Linked DNA regions of Bombyx mori: region 1 is linked to region 2. Evidence: chromatin contacts called from public Hi-C data. All regions are on one chromosome and are shown on one strand. The core of a region is the stretch at or near the end of the contact, and the rest is flanking DNA. Distances in the headings are between cores, read along the strand shown. Region 1 has its middle 21 kb from the start of Grf. Region 2 overlaps Grf (nuclear receptor GRF).

Evidence for each region. Hi-C and Micro-C count contacts between places; a contact is called where the count stands out from the background.
Region 1: a Hi-C map of whole pupa shows a contact between it and region 2, with 2.1 times the contacts expected there. The contact joins two enhancer-like sites. A contact is called at or near these places in 2 of 7 Hi-C or Micro-C datasets (both in whole pupa).

What each region holds. Positions count from the first base shown.
Region 1 is chr15:5,077,141-5,081,356 of ASM3026992v2, reverse strand. It overlaps a transcript of Grf not described here. Among protein-coding and RNA genes, the nearest start is that of Grf, 21 kb to the right of the region's middle. Within about 2 kb of position 1,361, at least 2 of the 8 cell types and tissues checked have open chromatin away from gene starts, as enhancers often do.
Region 2 is chr15:5,036,213-5,040,408 of ASM3026992v2, reverse strand. Grf (nuclear receptor GRF) reads left to right here. Exons shown (of 8, transcript NM_001043550.1): 3 at 2,647-3,756; 4 at 3,831-4,045; 5 at 4,124-4,196. Among protein-coding and RNA genes, the nearest start is that of eIF3i, 17 kb to the right of the region's middle. Within about 2 kb of position 1,393, at least 6 of the 8 cell types and tissues checked have open chromatin away from gene starts, as enhancers often do.

The DNA.
Region 1 (4,216 bases), core at 112-2,611, 41 kb before region 2:
GGTAAGCTAGATATGAGAAGTGGGTTGGTATTTAGCTTGCGGAAGCACTTTCGTGACTCTCAACTGATCATGTGTCAAAACTTACTGGTATTGAAACTACTTTTGGAAAATAAAATCCGCATAGTAAATATAAATATATACGCTCTTTATTTAATAAAAACATAAGTTTTTTAACAGACAATTATTTTTTTTTCATTATTCTTATATAAATATCTAATTTTATTTTTAGTAGTATTGTCTAAATTATAACACATATTCACTTCTAAAAGCTACGATCGATGCATTATTGAATTTCATTTGTTCAATCTATCGAAAAATCCGTTAAGGCGCTGGTCAATGACGATCTGAAAATAGTTTCGTGTTAAAAATAAGGTTGAAAACTTTTCGATGTCGTCCCTAAGGTGGTGTTAATATTGAAAGGTTTTAAATTTATATAATAACTCGTCTAAGTCTTGTAGTGTTGAACTATCAATAAAATTCCGAAAAATGAATGTTACCAGCATCCATTTAGTAGACCAAATATTTAAATATGTTTTTTTTTTTTGCACTGTTAACGAGATTGAAATATTTTGTTAATATTTTGTGGTCAAGTGGTCACCGCAGCCTGTCGTAGATATCGACCACGTCAATGCCGCTTCCCACCATCAGACATAAGTTCTAAGTCTCAGTTCTTACAGTACAACGGCTGCTCCACCATTCAAACCGAAACGCATTACTGCTTCATGGCAGAAATAGGTAGAGTGGTGGTACCCACCCGTGCGGGCTCACATGACGTCTTATAACCAGTATACAATATAATAATATATAAATCACAATCATAGCCCTTGAATCTCGAGAGAAAAACATGCCACGTGGTTCCACTGCATGTATTGAAAAGAGCGTAAGCGACACTGAGTATTGTGAGACTTAGTTCTCATGAAAACATTGAAATAAAAATTTCTTAAAAGTATCAAAATGTTTTTGTCAATAACGAATTCATATAACTGATAAATTTGGAAAGTAGGTAAGATTAAGATAGCTTTTTAGTACAACGACCTTAATTAAGTCTCTACCGTATAGCATTCGTTGGTAACACTATAAAAATACACACCCAAAAATAAAAGTGAGAATTTCAACTATCTCTTAACTCTATTATTTCATTACAATACCTAAGTTCTAACTAATACGTACTCTAAGTTTCCATGCGTGTCGTAACGCGCGAATCCGTACGTGCCGGCGAGCTGCGTTTGTGTGATTTTTTGACTAAATCACGCACACATGCGTAGCTGCGAAACTAGGTCGGTTCAGTGACCTATATGTTTATCTAACGATTGTGGCGCGAAAGGCCCGCCTAGCTCTGTTATCATTATCGCGGCCTGTTCGCATTTTCGTGCACTCGTATAGGGTTATCTGGTGGGCAACCTGTCTCCTGCACTGCCCGGACAAAACATGCTATGATATTTGACACTTGTGAATTTACGATACAAATATGTATGTACACACATATTCTGATAATTCCGCAACTAGTTCACAGTGATCTGATTAAAGTTTTCCACATTTTCGCGGTTAATTTTATGTGACGATACTATATTTCGCAATTTAATGTTACGATAATATTTTTCTTCTAAACATTAATATAGTACAGTATACGTACTGAGAAAGTCTAAATTTATGGGAAATTGCCATTTAAAAATTGGAGGAAATGTTTATTTAAAATTAACGAAAAGTTTTTTAATTGCATCGTAAAGCTATAAAATAAATGCTTCAAGATATATTTTAGAAAAATCTTTTTTAAAAGAAAATTTAAACACACGCTTTTTTTTTAAATCTAATTTGAAACTCAGACTTTTGGAGACCAAACTATTGTCGCATTAATCTTTAAAAAAAATATATGAATCTACAGTTTTTATGAATGAAACTTCATAGTTCGAATTACCAATTCATAGATGGCGTTATAAACAGGAGTCGTGCGTGTTTACGAGCTCACTGTTTTTTACTTCACAAACTTCATGAAAAATAATCATAAGTCATGTCTATAACAATTTCCATTTAATAAATAAAATTAACTTTAATTATGGTAAGTCATGAACTCAATTCTAAAATTAAAAGACCATTTATCTAGTAAACTTTAAGTAATTATGTATTTTAAAGGTTTTATATGATTTTATTAATATCAGATTGCTTAGCATTTATTGGCAATTATAGGCAGCGTCTTGGCTATGCTTCATATTGCTGTAATCCATAAGCAACGGTGACAGCTTACAGATGTCAGATGGACCGTATGGTTGTTGCCTAAAAAGACAGTTAATTTTTTTTAGAAATAATATATAAATCATATTTCTCGAACTGTGTTCAAGTGATGTCGAAGGGCTGCCCTAAACAATTAACACCGGTGTGCTTAGTGCGAGTTTTTTTATCTTCTCGATCTCCATACAAATTTAAGTTAACTTTTACGCGTTCGAGAAGTTAAAAAAATCGCACTAAGCCCAGATCAGCTCCAAGCTCGTATTCAAATGTAGGGTGAAAGTTTGGCAATTGTAAGTAATGGTGAGCACATTTTTGTGGTGAGTAATGAAATAGCACAAAACGGAAAGATCTTTCTTTTCTTGTTAGCGCAATACTCATCAGATTAAAAGTTTTTTACAACCCATATCAACTAATTAGGAAAATTAAGGAACTTGCAACTAGGTTATGAAAACAGAAGACAAAAACAATAATATAGCGATGTTATAATTATTAAGGTTCAAATTCGTTTGAAAAGTGTTTGAATTTTAACCACAAATTAGACAGGAAAACAAATTCGCTATAACATTTTTAAACGGAATAGTAAATTATGGTATTCAAAAATATTAAACAATGTTTAGTAGCAAAAACTAAAACGCTGTTATATTTAATCTGGTGAATGTCATCTAGTAACTCGGAGAAACTTTAGATTAATATCCTAAATTACTTTTTCGTTTAATTCACTTTCACTTGGCAATACAAATGCTATTTGGTTTGTTTTAGACACAGAAATGTAGGTATATCCTGCTTATGGGAGGGCAATTTCTTTGAATATTGCAGAAGCTGGCGAATATACTAACACTTTTAGTTTTGCCGTTATTTAAATCCTTTGTAAGCGTTCACCAACTCTAAGTCAATGGAGTAAGGCTTAGTATAAAATGAGCTTGCTTATTCTCGTAGCTATATTCTTCGCCAAGGACGGTGAAAGTTGAGTGAAAGGACGTGCAACACTGACGTCATATAACTGAATACTATTGTTCATTTCGGTATTGTTCATGCTTGTGAAGCAAAAAAACTCTAATGAATACCTATTATAGTTATTATCGAAAAGAAACGCATTTAAGAAGACATATTCTTTATTTCGTTTACAGTGGCCCAGAGTTTCCAGTCTTTCTTATTTCTCCTTACCTAATCGCTTGTGGCCTAAGGGGCTATTCCAACTACGTGTGGTCTAGAGCTCATGGGGTTCTACTTCGGAGATTTTGCTAACGTCTTCCCTAGAAAGAGTACGGCTTCGCTGAATTTACCACCGCATCGGAATCGCGACCCACCGGGAAGATTCGGGGAAAAACTCAGTGGGCTGTGTCTATGGATTAATTTACTCGTCCAGCCCTTCGTCGCAAGCGACGGGTTCGACGAGGACTGTGACCGGAGCCTAACAAGAATAGTATAGGCCTATAATATAGTTGTTATTATATTTAGTGTAGATAGTATAGTATACAATAGTTATCTATGGTATATCTCCAGTAAAAGTCTTTTACCTGTTACGTCATTAATCAAATTCAATTCATGTATGTAGTAAAATCCTTTGTCTATTCTAATATTTGTATTCGTCCTCCTAGACACACAGTATTAGCTAGTGCAACGTGAATTTATAGCAATTAGTACACAAGCCAGTTACCTTCAAACACTAGAAACGATTGTCGCCCTTCGTTTTCGTTAGCGCCGTCCACATTTCATGAAGGTGAACGCTGGCAACTCAAATCATCATTCGCATTGCTGTATCTCTTTCCTGTGCATAGTTCGCGCGATTAGAGCAAACGGGACGTATCAATAGTTAGCTGTGATTAGTCTAACACGCTTAGGCTTTAAGGTCACTTGGACAAAACATAGAAGCGTCAACGAACGCTGGCAAGGTGACGCGTTGTCACTAGGAATTTATTATCGTTGCCAGTATAGTAGTAATACGCGTTACATATAAGATTGCACATTGGAAATATCATGCGTATGTAAC
Region 2 (4,196 bases), core at 144-2,643:
TAAAATTTGTGCAGCATACAGACGCAACCGTTCTATTTTACTTTATATAATAGAATTAATTTATACATTGCACTTAGTTAGGTAAACAAATTTTATTTAATGGTTGAATAGCAATACTGTTTGAATCCATTTAAAAAATACTTGTCAATGTTAAAACGTTTGTAGATTTTCAAATGACAGTATTATAGACACACAACCTTGTGATAGCAAAAATCTTTTTATTTATTTAAATCAGTCGAATTCAAATTAGCTGCATGTGTGTTTTAAATTGGAAGCATCAAAATTTTCATGCACACATGGAATTCATTTTACAGCAAACGAGCTGATGCTTGATATACGAGGTGTAGTTTGACGTCGGTTCGATAAATTGAAATATACGAACGAACGGTGAAAAATAGTGAACAAATATTATTAAAGTCGATGTACTCATAACGTCGAAGGCCTCCCGATAGCGAGCTCTACACGTAAACAAATTACCTACTATACGGCTACATTTACTATTGAATCTCGATTATTCTAACTCGGTCTTATTTGCGTTAAATTAAACGAAAATCGCCCCTAATATATTTGTGTGGTGTGTTTGATTCAAACAGCCAATCGATTTAAACAAATAAGACAAAAAAAATTGTATTTTCTTCGTCTTCGCGAATCATAGACATAATCAAAACTGCTGTACAGCTTAACCACTTTTTTATTATTTTCATTTCATTATATATTTAGTAAAATAATCTTAATCAAACAACAGTTATCGATTTACAAATTTTGAAACTAAAAATCAAATCGTTTGAGGAGTTGGTTGTTGTTGGGCGCAAAACTACGAAAAAATAATGCGAAATGTAGCCGGGCGCAACGACACGTGGCGTCGCGATGCTTAGGGGGGTGGTGGGGCGACACCAGTGGTAGGGGTGTGACCTACTTTCCCGTGTGTCGGTGACCGCGGCCGACCTTCGGGCTTGCAACGATCGAATATACGATTGTGATCATCCGCCCCGAAATAAAAGTGTTGCAAGTTGCGTAATCGTCTTTATTGTTGTCTGTTTACCGCACTACGGCTTTTATCGCTCATCTCCTATACAATCTGTATGTACTCTTTATAAACACGTGTTCGTGCAATACTCTGTACGTACTTATATCGATACATTGCTAGTTTCGAGTAAAGATCCGATTTTCCTCGTGACAATTTCAAACTCGTAATAGACACCGTGCTATCGACAAGTATCAAGTACTCTATCGAATGGTGACTTATCTAGGTTCGTACGAACCTACGTAAAACCTCTGCGGGCGACGATTGCATCACGCGGCTAGAAAGATCGGTCCCCACCAATGATGTGGCAAAGGACGCGAAGTGAAATAGAGATCGTCCTCGAAGCGAGAGCGGTGCACGCGTTGCACTAGTCATTGTGCGGTTGCAGTTCGCACGCACGGCCGCCTGAGTGACCTAATAGCGGCTGGAGGGAGGGACCGGGAAGCGCAGCGCGGGGAGCGGGCCGCAGCCGCTCGTGCGGTAGGTCGGGCTCATAGCGCGCGCCCGCCGCCCGCCGCCGCGGCAACACGCTCTGGAAAACTTTCTTCGTGACTTTTCCTCGCCTAAAACTCTACTGATATTCGCACGTGAGCGCCGAGACCGGTACGCGCACGCCGGTCTCACATGATTCTCTTAATCATTGCTCCGCATTCAAATTATAGTTGGGTGCAATATTGAACAATAAAAACCCGGTGAACAATAATGTGATTCCAAAAAATTCTAATGTTACATTTTAATATATGGATGGTCGTGCGATGTAAGCCGGGTCGCGTACGAAGTTAAAACTACGCCTATGGATCTTGTCATAAAAAGTTGGTAATGTTTATGATTTTCTGTTACGTGTATTCTATTTCCATCGAAACGTACGAGGCAGCGAGATTTCCACAGTTCTGAAGTAATTTTCGAAAATATTAATAAAGTGTTTAAATTTCATGTTATAAATTCTTGCGCTTTGATAATTCTCCGAATGTATGTAAATACTCGAAATTATATAGTGGATATGTTAATACATGGTAACTGTAATTATTATAACGGCAATGCAGTCGTGAGCGGATGACGTAGAGCCCTTTTGTGAAGTCGGCACAGAGCGTAGGCACAACGCTTCCGGGCTCGGCATCTGCGCTCGCGCCGCGCCGCTAGCTTTCACTTTCCCCTTGTCCGTCGCGCTGTTACATCTCATCGTACCCGCCGCGAACACCACAAACGTTTCCTGATTTTCCTAATTTATCTAAGTTTCCTAATTGTGAAATCAAAATCCTGTACGTCAACTTTAAATTCGATTGAACCTATACGTAAAACTAAATTCATCATCTCTCGCTAATATTATCATTCGCTAATATTATATGTACGTTTCATGGTTTCTATTTAAATTAAAAGATAATTTATCTATGTCCCCCGATGGCTTACATTATGACGCAATCAACTAATCTAGTCGGCGACGTCGGGAAGTGCAGTGTCGGGTCCCTGCGTCGCTCCGCGCCTTCTAACTATGATCACGCCGCACGGTCGTTGACATTTCACCTAGTTTCTATTTGTTGCTTCTAAAAATCTATGGTGTTGTTTTTCGTTGGCGTGCAGACAAAATGCTGTAGCTATTGTTGAACGATCGTGTTTGTTCCCAGGCGAGTCGGCGGCCGACACCAGCACTTCGTCACCTGACCCAGGACCGCCTTCGCCGCGTATGTCTGAAGCCGGGTGCAGCACGCCGCCGCACCCGCCGCCCGTGTTCGATGGCGGTGGCTCTCCGTCACCTTCACCCGCTTGCCATCCCACCGTTATACGCTCGGCGCCACCCTACTCAGTCATCAAGTTTGAAGGTGCACAATCCGCTGTCAAAGCAGAAAGTTCGCCTGCGAGTGGAAAAAACCAGCCCACAACGCAGTCTCAGTTGTCTTCAGTGAAGTTGGAAAGCGCACCGCAAGAATCACCACAACCGTTCAGACCACGTACCCTCGTACCGCCTCCGCCTGGAGTTCACGCTAATCTATCACCAGGACATTGGCCGCCGGCCGCTTGTATAAATGGTGTTAAACCTGAACTTATAGGCGGAAATTTTCCACCACAGCCGATTGAAAATAAACCAGGTGCGCGTGGACAAACACAATGGAGAGGTACTCCTGCTGTTATAATGGGCGAATCCGGAGGTGTCCGAACAATGTTCTGGACCTTACCAGCGCCTAGTTCAAGTAGTGAGCCTGCAGCCAGTGCTTCGCATACTTCATCCACGCCTTCTCCTGATCCAGCTTCATGCAGTGAGGAGTCAGCAGCGAGGCTATTACTCAATTTAGGTGGCGAGTTACGACGACCTAGAGGGCCACCATTGAACATGGAACTACTCTGGGCCGGAGACGTGTCCCAGCTCCCTGCTCACCAACAAATTCATGCGTTAAATCTGAGCGCCGCTGCCGGAAGCATCGCGGGTTCTTCTCCAATGGCAGGTGCTAGTTCCTTAGCGTTACCCAGACCAGAACTGCGTACATATGCACCAGAGACTGAACGCGATGAAGACGAACAACCAATGATATGCATGATTTGCGAAGACAAAGCGACTGGACTGCATTACGGCATAATTACTTGTGAAGGCTGTAAGGGATTTTTCAAACGAACTGTCCAAAACAGAAGGGTTTACACGTGCGTCGCTGACGGTGGCTGTGAAATTACAAAGGCACAAAGAAATAGATGCCAGTATTGTAGATTCAAAAAATGTATTGAACAAGGAATGGTTCTACAAGGTACGTAAATAATATAAATTTCATAAAAATATTGGAGAAGCTGTCAGGATTTTTCTAAATGTAATTTCTTACAGCTGTACGAGAGGACAGGATGCCTGGTGGGAGGAACAGTGGAGCTGTTTACAATTTATACAAAGTGAAATATAAGAAGAACAAGAAAGCCAACAAAACAGCTACGGCTACAAGTCGAGCTTCGCCACCAGAAAAACCTAAAGAACCCTTACCCCCACTCCCACCGCATTTGGTCAATGGTACCATACTTAAGACTGCACTAACAAATCCCAGCGAGGTAAGTTCACTTTGAGTTTCTTTTTTTGAAGTCATAGCAAACATTGCAAAGGAATTAAGTTAAAGGTGGTCATTGCAGGTTGTTCATTTGAGAGCAAGGCTTGAAAGTGCCGTGTCGTCGTCACGAGATCGAGCCGTCCCTTTGGACAGGG